Regions from separate parts of the Danio rerio genome. Here region 2 is linked to region 1. The links are chromatin contacts, called in public Hi-C maps. All regions are on one chromosome and are shown on one strand. Each heading gives the region's core, a stretch centred on a gene start, on an enhancer-like site or on the middle of the called end of the contact. The rest is flanking DNA. Distances are from core to core; before and after follow the strand shown.

What was found. Hi-C and Micro-C count contacts between places; a contact is called where the count stands out from the background.
Region 2: a Hi-C map of an unstated tissue shows a contact between it and region 1, with 2.0 times the contacts expected there. The contact joins the enhancer-like site here to the promoter of si:dkey-81l17.6 in region 1.

The regions. Positions count from the first base shown.
Region 1 is chr3:14,738,715-14,741,870 of GRCz12tu, forward strand. si:dkey-81l17.6 (a long non-coding RNA gene) reads right to left here and starts at 1,699. Exons shown (of 2, transcript NR_170142.1): 1 at 1,446-1,699.
Region 2 is chr3:14,828,563-14,831,718 of GRCz12tu, forward strand. It overlaps a transcript of cacnb1 not described here. Among named protein-coding and RNA genes, the nearest start is that of arl5c, 16 kb to the left of the region's middle. Within about 2 kb of position 1,584, at least 18 of the 62 cell types and tissues checked have an H3K27ac peak or open chromatin away from gene starts, as enhancers often do.

The DNA.
Region 1 (3,156 bases), core at 449-2,948:
TAGTTAAGCCTTTAAATGTCACTTTAAGTTGTATAGAAGTGTCTTGAAAATATCTAGTAAACTATTATTTACTGTCATCATGACAAAGATAAAATAAATCTGTTATAAGAAATGAGTTATTAAAACTATAATGTTTAGAAATGTGTTGAACAAATCAGCTCTCCGTTAAACAGAAATTGGGAAAAAATAAACAGGGGGCTAATAATTCGACTTCAACTGTAATGCTGATTGTAACAACTTATTATTTCATCCTTATCTTACTTCTTTTTAAATCATCTCAGTTACAGTATTTTTAGTTGAAACTGGGTTCTTTACAGCACGCAGGAAATTATTATTTTTCGTGTAAAAGCCCTTAAAACAGTCAGGACACAGGGCATATGTAATATGTCATTTTAAACGACTATTTATGTTGATGTATTTGTTAATTGTCTGTTTTATAACAATATACGACAATTGATAACATCTTTGAAAAATAGAATAGATATATTAGCAGGTTACAGAAAAAAAGGACTTTTATGCAATCTGACTCCTCTGGCGTCCACATAGGTGGACAGTTGGGTTTAGGTGAATAAAAACTTAATTTTACCCTAAATTTAATTTGATAGATTACTAACATATTCATCATACTTTACTGCACATACTGATTTTTGTATTTACTTCAATTGACCTCCTTGAAGACAAGTTTTTCACAGATTTGCCTGAGGCATTTAAGGGTTTCCACAGTATGTCTGATATTTTTTTCTTGTGGAGAAAGTCATATTTGTTTTATTTTGGCTAGAATAAAAGCAGATTTTTTTATTTTTTAAACACCATTTTAAAGACATAATTATTAGCCCCTTTAAGCTATATTGTTTTTTGATAGTCTACAGAACAAACATTACAAAATAACTTGCCTAGTTAACCTAATTAAGCCTTTAAATGTCACTTTAAGCTGTATAGAAGTGTCTTAAAAAATATCTAGTCAAATATTATTTACTGTCATCATGACAAAGATAAAATAAATCAGTTATTAGAAATGAGTTAAAGCTATTATGTTTAGAAATGTGGTGAAAAAAATCGTCTGTCCGTTAAACAGAAATTGGGGTAAAAAAATAAACAAGGGGGCTAATAATTCGACTTCAACTTTATTTATAGCCTACACCATATATACACATCTTCTTTTAGCAGGTTTGGTTCTCCATATCTGCACGAGGCCTACAGCATTATTATAGCTAATGTAAACCCGCGTCATGTTGTGTGATTCCTCGTATTACGCATTAATAAATGTTAATATTATATAACATGACAGACCTAACTATTCCAATATTACCATTTGCTCTAACCATAGCCTAATGATAAGTACATTTAGGTAAGCGCCCACCCACAAACACCATCAATCAAAACCCCCTCTTAAAAACAACACAACGCTGCTCTTCCTCCATTATTTGCTGCATTTCATCACCAACCTTTGTGTTTCGCGATCCGTCCCGAGGCGCGTCCATGTCGACACAATCACAGCATGTAGATGATGTAGGACAGGAACATGAGGCCGATGATGGCGAAAAACATCAATATCAGGACGTCCAGCATGATGAGGGAGATGCGGAAGACGTTCGGTCACCAGAGAGGAGAAATGTTGGGCTGTGTGTCCGGCGGACTGCAAACCCTTCCCGGCTGCTCAACACTGCTGGCCGCCCTGCGAGAAACAGATGCAGCGGGCGATAATAATAGCCGCGGCCAGCTGATCAGTAAAGGGAGCATCTTTTTGTGTTGTTGTTTCTTTAATGGGTGAAGAGTGCGCTTGCTTTATTATAATACATATGTTTTCACTATTATAGAAAACCAAGCGATACGGATAAAAGAGGCTGTTTTTGTTTTATATCAAAGTCATTAAATATTAAACTGAGGGCACACCCCAAACATCAACATAAATAAAAAAAATACCATCTCTACCTGGCTCCAAAGCGTTTCGAGCTTCTTCTGTTGAACATAAAGGATGATGTTATGAAAGATTTGTAGCCATTGACTTCAATAGTATTGGTTGATCATCCTATGGAGGTTATAGCTGCTGTTTTCCAACATTTTTCAAAATCTTTTTTTTTTTAAAACAACAAAAAGAATCAGTCCAAGGCACTCGAAAAATGTGAAAAATTTAAAAAGCCTTTATTCACATGGCTAAATCTCTAAAAACCTACACGTTTCGGCAAGAGTATGCCTTCATCAGGGTAACAGTTTTGTTTGTTTTTTCTGGATTAATATCTTTTTTTTTGTCAAATCAACTTTGTGGTTTCTGTGTGAACTATCCCTTTATGTATTAATATTATGTATTAATATTTCTCAAGTGCTGTTTAATGGAGAGTTTATAAAAACATATTCATTCATTTCCATCCACAGTGGAATTAACCACCAACATATCCAGCACCTTTTACGTAGCAGATGCTCTTCCAGCTGCATATTCCAACATATTTTTAAACATAATTTAACAACTAATTTCTAATAAGCAATTTCTTTTACCTTTGCCATGATGACAGTACATCATATCTTAGTTATTTTGCAAGATAATATTAATCTCAAAGGCTTAACCAAGTAAATTAGGTTACTTTGACAATTAGGCCAGAGATTGGACAACAGTGACCAATAAAAATATATTTATTTTAATATTAATAATAATATTGACCTAATATTGACATTTATTTTTTTTAAACTAAAAGAAATAAGACTTTAAAAAAAATGGGAAATGCACTGAAAATGTCCTTGCTCTGTTAAAAATCACGAGTGAAATATTGGGAAAATAATTAAAGATTCTTAATATATTGGAACTTAAATACCTGATGAAATAAGTATAAGCTCTGAGTAAATGGATCCAGTTCCTGCGTAGACCCAAAAATATATCCTTGTGTGATCGATGTAAAAGTGACAAGGAAGACTTTTTCCATATGTTCTGGACTTGTGAAAAGTTGAGTGACTATTAGGCACAAATGTTTAAAACATTAAATGAAGCCTTTAATTTAGAGACATATCCTGGTGTTGAGTTAGCTATTTTAGTGTACCAGAAAGCAAGTTATCGTTGACAAACAAGTAAATAAATGTTACTGCCTTCGCTACTTTGTTAGCAAGGAAAAGAATACTACTAGAGTGGAAATCAGCAGCTTCACCTAAAGCTTCAATGTGGATGTG
Region 2 (3,156 bases), core at 334-2,833, 90 kb after region 1:
ATTAATTAAAACATGTCAGAAGACTACTATATCTACAAACAAATATGTTCATGACTATACGTAAAAATGTAGATCAATGTAATGTATTTGTTATTTAATTGTTGTTTTGGTTGCCAAGTACTTATACTTGACTATTGACCTTATTCTGCGAATAATCAATCGCATTACTGCTGCCGCTGCACTAATCCGCTTGTTTAGGTTCCATCCTTCCCTTATTCGTAAACAAAACACCAAGATACTTGAACTCCTCCAACCTGGAGATGGCAAACCACCTTTTTCCGGTGGAGCACCATGGCCTCGGACTTGGAGGTGCTGATTCTCATCCCAGCTGCGCCACACGGCAGCAAACCAGTGCATGCTGAAGCTCCATGTTCGATGAAGCCAACAGAACAACATTGTCTGCAAATAACAGAGATGAGATCCTGTGGTCCCCGAACCAGACCCTCTCCAGCCCGAGAAGGGGCAAGAACATTTTAATAATAAATATTCAATTAAAAATCAACAACCAAATGAATACATGAATTAAAAAAGATTGTTGACGCTAATATATGATTAAAAATCAAAAATTGTTCCCGGTGTCAAAAATGTATTATAACATGATAAGAAAAATTCAGTTTGCAAACTCAAGCAGCATAGCGAGCTGTTTTTAACGTCTTTAAAATCAATGGAAGCGAACGAAACCAAAAAGATTCCAATGGCTCCCTCTCGCATGTTAAGAATAAGGTCAATAGACTAAACACGTATGCATACGCATCAATTAACAACAGTTTTTACACGACGTCAATAACAATGTTTTCAAAAACGTGCAATTTGAAATCGTTTTTTAAAGTTAGCATTTTTAGACCCCAAAAAATGTGATTATGTAAATAAACAACCAAAACACTTAATGTTTTTCATTTAAAGTTTTTAGGTGAGGCAGCATTGAGTATGCTCACCGAAGGCTGCATCTGTTAGATTAAAAGTACAGCAAAAACATATCATGTTGAAATACGACAATTTAAATGAAATGTATTATTATATTAACTTATAATTTTTCTACCTAAATATATTTTTCTAAAATGATTTCCTGTGATGAAAATTATTTCATTTTTCAGTCATGATATGTGAATGATTTCTAAAGGATCACATGCAACTAAAGACTCAAATTACAGCAAAAAAAAAAACAAAACATTCAGCTTTGTGTTAATAATACTACATTTATAATAATAATCTAATATCATTTTAAAAGTATTTTTCAAGCATGAAAGTCGTCTTTCAAAAACATCACTCATCTTCACTCTTCCAAACTTTTGTGGGTTAGTGTATCGTCCTCAAAAACTAAAGATGCAATGGAAGAGAGCTAGCGTGTTGTGAATGTGGCGAGCTGTACAGCGTCTGTCAATGATTGTGTGTTTCTCTGGGTTGTAAACAGATCCAAACTAGAGATTCTACTGGGTGTGTTCAGGTAAACCTGCTCTAGCGAATGTACACGTCTCTGCTCCACTCCTCCTGGTTGTGGTTGCGGCCTGTCGTAGCTCCTCCGGCTTCTGCGTCCTGACAGTAGCGCTCCCTCAGCTTGCCTCGCCCACGCTGATGCTGATTGGCTGGAGGTGGGACCATGTTGAGGTTCTCCTGGTCAGGCTCCGCCCCTTCGTCCTCCCAGGAGGCCTGGCGCGGAGCGTGGTGGGCTGGGTTCAGCCGGTATGAGCGGCATGGGTCAGGCTCCTCATATGGATCGGTCTCCATGTCATCGGTGTATGCAGAATCACGGCTGCCCTGGGTCTCAGAGTCAAATGTGTCCTGACGAGAGAGACCCCGGCTGCCTGTTTGCAGCTGGCTGCGTGAGGAGCGCAGTGGCTGCTTTCCGCTCAGGTCACTCTGGTAGTCTTGCAGGCCGCCACGTTCAGGCATTTCCCTCTTCTGCTCTCCATGCACCAGGAACGGCCCCTACGGCGAGCCACATCCCCAAAACACACCAGCACAGGCCAATGCACATGCAGACACACACAAAAAAAGAGCAGGCAGTTAATAGAAAGGTTAGAGGTCAGCTTTTGGTTTTGTTATTTCAACACATTACAAACAACGAGACTGTAGCTTACACACATTACAATTCATTACCTACTCATGCTTTTAGAGGTCTGCCCAACTGTAAAAAGCAATGTTTTTAGATGCAATCTCTATGACATGCTATAGATTATTGCAAAAAATATAATAAAATATATGTATATCTATAGTTGACTTCAGAAATATGCAAAAAATACCTGTAAAAACTTTAAAAATTTAAATGCATCGGACAAGCTACAGACACAAATGCACACCATGCTCATGATGTAAAAAACAACAACTAGTGTTTAGCGCACTCTAGTGGCCGTGTTCAACACATCACACAATAAACTAGGCTACTTCAACATACTTGCTGATGATTTTTTCAAAAATATGTTTTATAATAGTCATCTAATAGTCAAACGCTGTCTTGTATTTTCAACCTCTCTCAAAAAAATCATTACGTATAAAAATATTGAGCAAGATTTGTCATTTTGTAAGTTTATTATATACAGTATTTATCATCTGGGTTTTCTTTCCATTTTCAAAGTATTATATATATATATATATATATATATATATATATATATATATATATATATATATATATATATATATATATATATATATATATATATATATATATTTATATTGAACAAATTTTTTATATAATATTCAGGTTTTATGAAGTACAAAAATATTGACTAAGATTTATTTTTGTTTTATCATATGGTAGTAGCTGAATTCTTTTAATCTTTACATTCTCAAATCATTTATACAGTTTATAAAACATTGATTAAGATTGTTCTCATCAAGTGAAGCTATTTAAATATCGGAGTATTTGAAGTGCATTGTATGGCAGTAAATCACATTTTATTCTCCATTTAGCTTCTGTTCTCTAAAATATTTAGATACTATAAGAAAATAATATAAGTTATGATATTTCCCCCTAATTCTTTTTAAATAGCTTAAATAAAGCTATTTAAATATCTGACTATATGAAGTGCCCTTGTAAATATAACAGTACAATAATTGTTTATTTTATCATGTTGTAATTTATTATATATATATATATTTTCTCTCTGTTTGTTTTCCATTTTCAGGTCACATGTATAATTTATATCAGTTTTCTTT